2 separate regions of the Rattus norvegicus genome follow, and region 2 is linked to region 1. Evidence: chromatin contacts called from public Hi-C data. All regions are on one chromosome and are shown on one strand. The core of a region is the stretch at or near the end of the contact, and the rest is flanking DNA. Distances in the headings are between cores, read along the strand shown.

Region 1 (5,465 bases), core at 2,241-4,740:
TACTAAATCCACCGGTATACAGGAGCATACCTATACTAGCAACATCCTAGAATTTACCAGACGATTCGTGCTTTTATCACTTAAGGCTTTAAACTGTATTAGATCACCTAAGAGTGACCAGATGGGCTTCCAATTACAGATTCCAGTCATTCTGCAGACCAGTTCAAGTCATGCACTATATAATGAGGTAAAAATACCCTCTTGCCCATTTGGTCAGAAACAAGGATCAAAAACCATGTTTTGTTTTACTTAAATGTTAATGTACACCTCCATATGCCTGTGATCAATGTGTCATAATTAATGTAGAAACCATAACTGTAAATTTCATTCTTTTGATATATTTTTCTAGACCGGGTCTTGCCTTGCAGCCCTGATTACCTAGTATTTTAGAATCCAGGCTAGCCTCAAGCTCAAGGCCATTTGCTTGCCTTAGCTTCTCACAGGCCAGATCACAAACACACACCTTCTGTGCCCCCACCCCCACCCGTTTTTCTAGATAGGGCTTCTCTGTGTAGCCCTGGGTCTCCTGGAACTGGCTGTGTAGATCTATCTACCTGCCTGTCTCTGGAGTACTGGGATTAAAGGTATGTGCTACCACCGCCTGGCTGACCCAGTTTTATTTATTTTAAATATAACAACAAAAATAAATTTGCCTAACTTGCTACAAATCCCAAGAAAACAAACACTGGATTTAGCAATAGTCAGGAAATTACTTAAAAGAAACAGAATTGATCTAAAATAGCCTTCCATTCCTAGACACAGTTTGTCATTCTTGCTCATGGCAACATGAGCTCTATCTAATTCCCTCTATGTGCACTAATGAACACTCAGTATCTCCAGAACAGTATAGATTTAAGGGTAATCATGCCAACCAACGAGACTTTTATAGAGCTTCCCATGTGACTTTTTTCATGATTAAGCTCATTGACAGTATTATGGAGTAGTGGGCAGCACTTGTGTCGAAATCAAGGCACGTCCTTGTAGAATCTTTTTTTCCCCCACTTTTCCTTGGGCTTTGGAGATTGAACCGTTTTATAACTCACACGCATTATTACCTCAAAAACAAAAACATCCAGCAAAAGCTGTACAACACTGTTTTAAAAGGTGCATCGTGGCCGTTCTTAAGGGAAGCCTTATTTTATCCTAACAAACTCAGTTTTGAGTGCTGATAAGTACCTGGACTCAATAGGCTGCCTTTTAAATCACAGCAATTCACCCAGTTATGACGGGATTAAGGAATGCACAACCAAGTCCTGCACGGGTTATAATTCCCCCAACCACACCCCCAGACAGGGTTTTTCTGTGTAGCTCTGACTGTTCTGGAACTCACACTGCAGACCAGCAGACCAGGCTGGCCTCAAATTCAAAGAGATCCACCACCACATGTTTTCTTAGCTTTTAATTTTTATACAAAAAAAACCCCCTTCAGTTAAGAGTATTATGTTTTAGGTTTTCACAAACTTACCAATGTAGTTTTATTGGAGGCCATTTTTAAAATTTAATCGGAGACTTGAAGAGCTATTGCAAGAAAAAAAAATGTAGGACGGTTAAATTTTCATGACACACAAAAGGCAACTACAAGTTTTGTGTGGCTTTCAACTTGTGAATCTCGGGTAAAAATGCAAGGAAACAGTTCTGAGTTCCTGTGTTATCAGTATGTAACTAATAACTTCAGTATGTCAGTGCTTTAGAGGTTAGTAAAAATAATCTTACTAGGAACACTGGTACCTCAGACTTTAGTTGGTGAGAATTACTTTTTCAGTTCAAATAGAATTTTTACAATTTCAATTTTTATTTTGAATGAAAGGCAATCTTCTGTTTCCAAAACAGTTACTATTATTATTTACCTTTTGTCGGTTAATAACCATACAACTTTTTTTTCTTTAGATTTCTAAATACTCCAAGGAGCTCATATAATTCCATCCTTATTTTTTCAGAAGCCCTCCCTCTTCAATCACGATGTAAAAGGAACACATTAAGATGTCTCAGTCCTATTTCCTAGCCTTTTTCTTTCTCCGGGTGTGTGTGTGGGGGGGCGGCGACGGTAATCACTATCTCTAGTCCAGATTGGCAATCCTCCTGCCTCAAGTACTGTTCTGATAAGAACCGAAGAAATCGACCTCCTTCACGCCCGTTCTCCTTCGAGGAGGGCCCCTTCCGAGCTCCATTCCCGCGTCGAGAGACCAAGCTGGGTAGCCCGTCCCCCATTCGAGAGAGCGGGCCTCGTGGTCAGCGCCTCCGCGGGGAGAAACAAAGGCGGCGGCGGCGGGGGCTCAAGGGCACTGCGCCACGGGCCCGCGCCTCCCCCATCCGGCGGCGGCGGCCACGTAGCCGGGAGCGCGCCGAAGCCCGGGGCCTCAGGCCTCGCAGCTGCAGAGCCTGCACTGCTCTCCCTGTGGGCCCGCGGCGAGGCTGGGGGAGGGGAGGGCCGCGCTTTGTCTGGAGTCAAGGCAGCTGTCATCCGGCTCCCACCCTCGTGCACGATTGTACCATCTCCCCATTCACCAGAGCGGCGCCTCAGCAAGGCCCGAGCCAGCCTCCCCCCTGCCCGCGGCCCACGGCGGAGCTTGGGGCCCGCAGGCTCCCCGCAAGCTCGGGCGCACAGAGCATCCTAACCCCCACCACGCGCAAGATAGAAAGCAAGCCTCGGACTTCACCGCTCAGATGCTCAGGGCCGCGGATCCTGCAGAGTCTCCCGCCTGCGCGCTTCAGCTCAGCCACATCCGAGGGGAGGGGGCGCGGGCAGCTCCGCTGGGGGGGAGGGGGAGGCACCGCCCACGCCCTGGCCGCGCGGGGCCCGCCGGGAACGCGTCCTGCGGGGGGCGGCGCGCGCGCCGCTCACCGTTCGCTGCGTGGCGCCCGGGGGTCTCCCGAGGGTGGGGGAAGGCAGGCAGGACGGCGGAGGCTTCTCAGTCTCAAAGCGCGCCAAAGCAGGGCTCCGCCCACCTCACCCGGAGCTCGAGGGCCGGGGAGCTCAACAGCCGGGTTCTTTAAGCACCACCTCTTACTGGGCGCGGGCTCCCAAGGCTTTTGGCATTGGGGATTGTACTTGGACTACAAGTCCTTCTGGGAGGGACCGAGTGAGGAGCCCCCTTGGGACAGGTAGAACTATTTGTGTGGCTCGAAAACCCGGAGACAGGATTGGCAAAGGCGTAGCTGCAGAGGGGGCGCTTTGGTGGAGAGGGCCGCACGCCAGAGCTCCAGCCTAAGCCCCTCCCGACGGCGTTAATTTCAAACTGCGCGACCGTTTCTCGGCTCCCTACGCGGAGGTGGGGGCCGGACCTAGTTCCGGACGTAGTAACACGCTGAGCACGAGCCTTCCGCAATTCACTGAAGCCAGTTGCGCAAGTCATGTAAACCAGTCCCGCTATACCTAAAGGGGGAGGAGCACGTACTTGGCGTAAGGAGAGTGTAGGCCCTTCCCGCCATTGGCGGCGGTTAGGACGTTTGCGTAACGGCCTGACGTAAGCGGAGACGCGTTAGTGGGGGAAGGTTCTAGAAAAGCGGCGGTCTCGGCTCCAGCGGCAGTAGCAGCGGCGCCGGTCCCGTGTGCAGGTGCTCCGTGCGGCGCAGTTTCTTGGCCATCGGCTGCTCTCACCACAGCGTCAGGACGAGTCCCGTGCGTGTCCGTCCGCGGAGGTCTTTCTCTTCTCGCTCGGCTGCGGGAAATCGAGCTGAAGCGACTGAGTCCGCGATGGAGGTAACGGGTTTGAAATCAATGAGTTATTAGAAAGGGCATGGTGAGGCCGGAGGCACCGCAATGGAAACCGGACACCCGCCTCCGTGGTCCGGCAGAGGGAATACGGCCACTCGAGTGGCCGTTGGCCTTGGCGAGTTTCTGAGGCGTCGTTGTCGGAGGCCCGATTGTCCGAGCGCCTTCCCCGCCCTCAGCCGCCGGGCGCCATTTCCCTTTGCTGGGGTGGGGGATGGGACGTGGCCGCCGCGACGCGGCTGGACCGCTAAAGGAGCGCAGGAGAGGGCCATCGCTTTCTCTTCTCGATGTGCGCGGCCTAAGGATCCGGTTATGTTCGTGGCGGAACGTTTCGGGGGCCCCCTGGTCCCCGGAGTGATTCTGCGAAGCTTCCCCTCCCCCCTCCCGGGAACCGGATTTGGCGTCCGCCATTTTCCCATCTCCTTCCTCGCTGCGATTTTGCTTTCAACACTTTGGGTTACTAGTTTGCTTTTCTCTTTTTCGTCTGCGTAGACATGCCTAGGGATTTTTCCATCGTTTTGTGATGATTTCATAGCGTTTCGAGGTGGATTTAAGTGTTTTGGGCTTGGATCTTAAAGAGTCCTGCGCACATCGCTAAAGGCTGCCTTCCCCTCGATGAAATGGCGCCATTGCGTTCTGAAGCCACATAGAAGAGCGGGGTGGGGGTGGCGGCGGCGCTGGAACAGGCCAAAGATAACGTAGTACAACCAAACCCTGGGCGGGTAGTTAGTTGAAGGCTGCCTTGCTGCAAAGGAACGTTTTATTTTTTTCCTAGTTAGTGTAAGATTGCGAGTGGCGGGGTGAGCCGCTTGAACAGTAGTAGGAAAATCAAAGTGGAAAATCGGAGCGCTCATCTTAGACCCTAGGGAGTTTACGCTATCTTGAGCGGAGGGTGATTTTTATTTTATTGCAGGATACTTTTATCACCCGAAAGGATCCTCCTGTATGGAATTATTCGTATTATGAGCATTTTTTTTAAGGAAATCTTAGTGTTTGTTGGTAAAATAAACGGATCCTTAACACGTGGCCACAATTAGGAAGTGAAATAACTGACTTTTCGTAGCCTTCACTCAGCATGGCTCAGCGAACAATAATCCATGTGCTAGCTCTATAAAGCTTACTTCGAGATCACAATATATTTGAACTTGGTCATTCGATTTTTTTATTTTTGTTTGTAATCATGATGGATCGTTACATTGATAAGCTTTTAAGTTTGAGTTGTAAGGGGTCTACTTGGTTATTTTCTTTGACGCCAAGCACATTTAAAAAAATAACCTTGTTTATAATCGATAGTGGACGTCTGGTAAGTTTGGAAAAATCTACGAGGTAAGTAATGAGCTTTTGCTTTTTGTTAGTGATATGAAAACTGCGTGTATTTAATACTCGTGATTTAGATTAAGGAAAACGTATTTACTGACATTTTTGTAGAATTGTCTCAAAACTCCATTTGGAAACCGATTGAAATGTAGTTATTTGACTATTTAAAAAAACAATTTTGTTCATTTCTATTAAAATTTAGAACACAAAAATGTAGTAAACATTGGCTTTTTAAGCATATTTTAGAGAAATTAATAGATTTGGGCTGAACAATACGGAATTTTTTGTGATTTTTTTTTTTTTTGCTTTTTCATTTTTTTGTGCAATCATAATAGGTTCTGGAGAGTATGTCCTAGTTTGTTAACATCTTGGTTTTTGATGATAACAAGACAAAAATCACAGATTTAAGGTGATACATCTGGAGTCTCAGAGTTCT
Region 2 (5,452 bases), core at 150-2,649, 120 kb before region 1:
GTGTGCTCCTGAGTGTGTGTGTGTGCTCCTGAGTGTGTGTGTGCTCCTGAGTATGTGTGTGCTCCTGAGTGTGTGTGTGCTCCTGAGTGTGTGTGTGTGCTCCTGAGTGTGTGTGTGCTCCTGAGTGTGTGTGTGTGTGCTCCTGAGTGTGTGTGTGCTCCTGAGTGTATGTGTGTGTGTGCTCCTGAGTGTGTGTGTGCTCCTGAGTGTGTGTGTGTGCTCCTGAGTGTGTGTGTGCTCCTGAGAGTGTGTGTGTGCTCCTGAGTGTGTGTGTGTGCTCCTGAGTGTGTGTGTGCTCCTGAGTATGTGTGTGCTCCTGAGTGTGTGTGTGCTCCTGAGTGTGTGTGTGTGCTCCTGAATGTGTGTGTGCTCCTGAGTGTGTGTGTGTGTGCTCCTGAGTGTGTGTGTGCTCCTGAGTGTGTGTGTGCTCCTGAGTGTGTGTGTGCTCCTGAGTGTGTGTGTGTGCTCCTGAGTGTGTGTGTGTGTGCTCCTGAGTGTGTGTGTGTGTGCTCCTGAGTGTGTGTGTGTGTGCTCCTGAGTGTGTGTGTGCTCCTGAGTGTGTGTGTGCTCCTGAGTGTGTGTGCGTGCTCCTGAGTGTGTATGTGTGTGCTCCTGAGTGTGTGTGTGCTCCTGAGTGTGTGTGCTCCTGAGTGTGTGTTTGTGTGTGCTCCTGAGTGTGTGTGTGTGCTCCTGAGTGTGTGTGTGTGTGCTCCTGAGTGTGTGTGTGTGCTCCTGAGTGTGTGTGTGTGCTCCTGAGTGTGTGTGTGTGTGCTCCTGAGTGTGTGTGTGTGTGTGCTCCAGAGTGTGTGTGTGTGTGCTCCTGAGTGTGCCTGCAGAAGCCTGGGCATGTCAGAAGAGAGACTGATCCCTTGGGACCGGAGCTCCAGCTGCTGTGAGCTGCCATGTGGGTGCTGGGACCTGAACGCCCATGTCCTCCGCAAAAGCCAGCGCGTGACTGCTGAGCCGTCTCCCCAGCCCACACGCCTATTCTTACGTGCTCATAACTTTGCACACAGAATGCATCTTTGGCTTGAGCTTTTGGGTAAAACAAAAGCAAAATAAGAACATCAATGGCTTAGAAAATGATCGCAAAAAGAGGAAAACGGGGTGGGGCAGTTCAGAGTTTTATAACTCGCTTATTTTCTAAACTGGGAACTCTGGGAGGAAAAGGTTTTACAGTGGTGCTCAGACTTCCAGCATGCAGATGGCACTGAGGGATGGGCTACGTGTTACCTCATGTGCACCAGACACATCAGATGCTTGTGTTAGACACAGTCCCAGGCACATCAGACTGCCCTGGTGAGACAAGAACGCATGTATCGTCAAGGCCAGGGGCCAGCAAGTCAGTGTCTGGGGCCAGTCTGCTCTGCCTCCTGCCTTTTCCAGGAGTTCTAGGGGAACAAATATAGGCGTCCCTTTACGAACTCCCTGCTGCCCGTGCTCTACGGCGGCAGCAGGAGCAGGAGCAACAGCAGAGCTGCCTCGGGATATTTTCACGTGGCCCCATGCAGGACAGGCTGCCGACCTTGTTCAGTATGAAGGCACATGTGAATAAAGATGCTATCATAAAACCGACTACCGTGTATTCACCTACAGTGGTTAATACTGTATCTCTTTCCCCCAAAATTCAATGTTCCCTCAAAATTTAAGGTTTACCAAATAATATATTATCTTGAAATATAATATCATGGGGTAGAAGGATGGCTCAGTGGTTAGGAGCACTGGCTGCTCTTCCCGAGATCCTGAGTTCAATTCCCAGAAACCACATGGTGGCTCACACCCATCTGTAATCAGATCTGGCATGCAGGTGTACATGCAGATAGAGCACTCATAAACAAACATTTTAAAAATATAATATCACAAGGAAATACCATTGCTAAGGCATGCTCTTTAACCATTCATTTTTAAAGTAGTCACATCTTTATAAGTAAAGCTAATAAATATTGAAATATTAATATCTTAAACAAGTACAATATGAGCTTCAAAGAAGCAACTCCTCAACTCCCTGCTTCATTTGTGATACAGACTTCGCCACAATCATCCGGCTCAGTTCTCTGTATTAAGGTTTTTCGGTTCTCAGTAGCATTCTGTCACATAGAATGTTCGCCGCCTACAACCTGTTTCCTACCGGCTATACTCACGTGAATACATATCTCATAGTCGATGTAAGAATGCCAAAAGTCCTCCTTCTGAATCCTGGGGTCTCGGACCCAGACACTCACGAACTCCTGTAAGGGCATTGGGAAGAAAGAGCAGCGTCAGGACTGTGGGGAGGGCTGGCAGGAGCTGGCAGGGCAGAACTGGAAGCGCCAGCCAGCGTGCTCGCCCGCCCTCGGCAAGAAGGAAGTAGAGACCATGAATCAGGTGTCACCAGAGTCCAGAACATACGGCCACAGTGGAAACCTTTAAATAATGCAAAACTGAGCCGAGAGTGCTTAGGGACGGTGCTGGGGTATCTGAAAACCATGGAGAAGATACATTTTCATACTGGCCCTCAATACCCAATCGTGAAAAACAAGTTGCCATTGTCTCAGCTTCTCAGTGCATCAGCTAAGACCACCTCAAGTATCCATGGTCTGTCTAGCAAATTGCTTTCTGGGTCACAAATAAAGAGGCTCCCCTGAGAATGGGCCACAGTAACTTAACAGGAAGACACACACCCTCTCCCGCGATTGTTAAAATTATTTATTTATCTATTTTGTGTCTATGAGCTGAGCCACCGTAGCTGTCTTCAGAAGAGGGCATCGGATAGATCCCATTACAGATGGTCATGAGCCACCATGCGGGTGCTGGGAATTGAACTCAGGACCTCTGGAAGAGAAGCCCACGCTCTTAACCACCGAGCCATCTCTCCAGCCCTCTCCCATGATCTTTAAATACATTTTCTATACACCAAGTCATTTGTTTCCCCTTTCATGATGACTAAAAGGGAAGTTTTCTAAAGCAGAGCCACAGGACACACCTGCAACCCCAGCACCTGGAGGCAGAGGCGGGAGGGGGCCATAAATGGCAGACCAGGCTCAGCCACAGAGCCAAGTCAAAACGACAAAATAAGTCAGTAAGTAGACACACATAAAAGAAAATTGTGTTTGTTTTTAGAGATAGTAAGAATGGAAGGAAGGAGTTGGAGGGAGCACTTGTTGCTCTTCCTGAGGACCAAGGACTCTGTTCCCAGCACCCACATGGTAACTGTGGTTCCTAGGGGATTTGACCCCGTCGTCTGGGCTGCCTGGGCACAGCGTGCATGTGGTGCATGGACGTACATGCAGAAAGAACACCTACACACATAAAGAGTTTTAATTTTTTTTTTAAAGATTCAAAACAGAAGAGGAAGGCAGGCCATGGGTTTGGACAGACGTCTGTGCTGCTGTCCCAATAATAAACAAGGTTTGCCTCAGTCCATAAGACGCTTTTCAAAAGCGGAAAAGTAGTTCATGCTTCCGTCACTGCATCCAGCAAGCCGGGTCTTACAAAATGGCTCTGATCCTGCATTAGAGACTGTCTCACTGCATGGCCTCAGGGTTCTAGGGAAGCAGACACAGGCAGATCTCTGGGAGTTCAAGGTCAGCGTGGTCTAAAGAGAGAGTTTCAGGAGAGCCAGGGCTACACAGAGAAACCCCATCCTGAAAAACGAAACAATACAAATAAATAAATAAATCTGTTTGCTTGGCCAGTAGGGAGGGGGAGGAGCAGGGAATGAGGGAGGGAAAGAGAGTAACGAAGAAGGAGTTAGGGTTCACCCTGACCACATCCAATCTCATCAAATAAATAGATTGGGAAGAGAGGAAAGACCGCGGTCTTCAGAAGACCATGACCCCATCCAAGCCTCCCAACCCTGCACTCATAAGGCACCACTCTGGCTTTTATGGGCCTTTCTTTGACCTAAAAGTTCTCTCTTCTAATTAAAAAAAAAAAAAAAAAAAAATCATAGGGGCTGGAGAGATGGCTCAGTGGTTAGAGCACTGACTGCTCCTCCAAAGGTCTGGAGTTCAATTCCCAGCAACCACATGGTGGCTCACAACCATCTGTAATGGGATCTGACGCCCTCTTCTGGTGCGTCTGAAGACAGCTACATTGCACTCTTATACAAAAAAATAAACAAACCTTTAAAAAAAGAAGAGAAAAAAGAAATAACTGTTTCACTGTCCCTCAAAAGTAGTGTTGTCCTTGGCACTGTGGCTAGACTAAGGGACGGTTCAGAGTCACTGTGTCCCGTGGAAGCCACATTCCCACAGAGGGTATTGGCAGTACCCGTTTTCCATGGAAGAGGCACACATTCTGGGATGAGTCGAACAGAGGCCAACTATTTCCAACCACTCAATGTCACACATGGTCAGAGGTGGAAAACATGCGCCTGCATTGAAATGGCAGATTCTCAACCAGCGAAGCAGAAGGGGAAGCCAGGCAAGGAGGCTCATAATCCCAGCACTCAGGAGGGGGAGGCAGGACTGTCCGGAGTTCAAGGCCCATGGCCATATACTGAGTTCCAAACAAGTCAGGTGTAGGAGGTGAGACTCTGTGTAAACACAAACCCACAGCCAAAGAACTGGCGGGAAGGTCAGACACACAGGCCGACATCGCACACATCTGCGATCATCTGAACTGTAAACTCCATATCTGCCCAAACACACGGCACCTTAGCAACCCACTGTGGCAACCCCGTTAAGAGGTTCTAAAGCCAGCGCACTCGTGCTTTCCTTACCGTAATTCTTTGCTATTGCCCAGATCTGACATTCCAACTTTGGACAGAATTTCCAGTCACAAAACCCTAGTTTGCACTCCCCCTAAAGTGATTGATTCACCAAGCCTCACTTTCTGCCTCCAGAAAATGGGAAGTCTCCCCATATTTCAGCTGTTAAGCAGATCCAATAGCAAAACACTAAGAAAACATCTGGACATGTTCCTTTAGAGCTAAACAAACATACACCAAGGGAGAAGTTCAGCAACTCAGAGCGCTGGCATTAAGAAAAAAGAAAAGCCAGCCAGGCGTGGTGGCGCTCACCGTTAATCCCAGCACATGGGAGGCAGAGGCAGGAGGGTCTCTGAATTCAAGGTCAGCCTGGTCTATGAGCAAGCGAGTACTAGTACTATATAGAGAAGCCCTGACTCAGAAAAAAAGAAGAGGAGGAAAGAGGGGGGAAGAGGAGGGAGAGAGGGGAAGGGAGGCGAAAAGAAAGAAGAAAATATAATCCAGGCCTTGTTAATGAAGGAGGGGAAACTGTAAAATCCATTTTCAATATAAGGAAAAAAGTTCTGTAAGTGGTGACCATTACTGGGGAGAGCAGGCTCCATTAACAGCTGCCTGAGGTTGGGCATAGGGCAAAAGGGCATAAGTGTCATTCATGCCCTTGAACACTGGTCTTCCAGCCCAGGTTAATAAAGCCAGGCCGTTTTCTTTTTCTTCCTTCTGCTTCCTACCCCAACCTTTTTCTTGCTTTTTGTTCCCTAATCC

The links. Hi-C and Micro-C count contacts between places; a contact is called where the count stands out from the background.
Region 2: a Hi-C map of frontal cortex shows a contact between it and region 1, with 2.7 times the contacts expected there. The contact joins the enhancer-like site here to the promoter of Hnrnpa2b1 in region 1. A contact is called at or near these places in 2 of 12 Hi-C or Micro-C datasets (Schwann cells and frontal cortex).

What each region holds. Positions count from the first base shown.
Region 1 is chr4:81,873,911-81,879,375 of GRCr8, reverse strand. It overlaps Hnrnpa2b1 (heterogeneous nuclear ribonucleoprotein A2/B1), which reads left to right and starts at 3,490. Exons shown (of 12, transcript NM_001104613.2): 1 at 3,490-3,700. The coding sequence starts at 3,695. Cbx3 (chromobox 3) reads right to left here and starts at 2,697. Exons shown (of 6, transcript NM_001008313.2): 1 at 2,658-2,697; 2 at 1,466-1,518. The coding sequence starts at 1,489.
Region 2 is chr4:81,987,033-81,992,484 of GRCr8, reverse strand. It overlaps Snx10 (sorting nexin 10), which reads right to left. Exons shown (of 7, transcript NM_001013085.1): 3 at 2,142-2,228. All of the region lies in intron 1 of LOC120102272 (a long non-coding RNA gene), which reads left to right. Among named protein-coding and RNA genes, the nearest start is that of Snx10, 46 kb to the right of the region's middle. Within about 2 kb of position 1,399, at least 2 of the 93 cell types and tissues checked have an H3K27ac peak or open chromatin away from gene starts, as enhancers often do.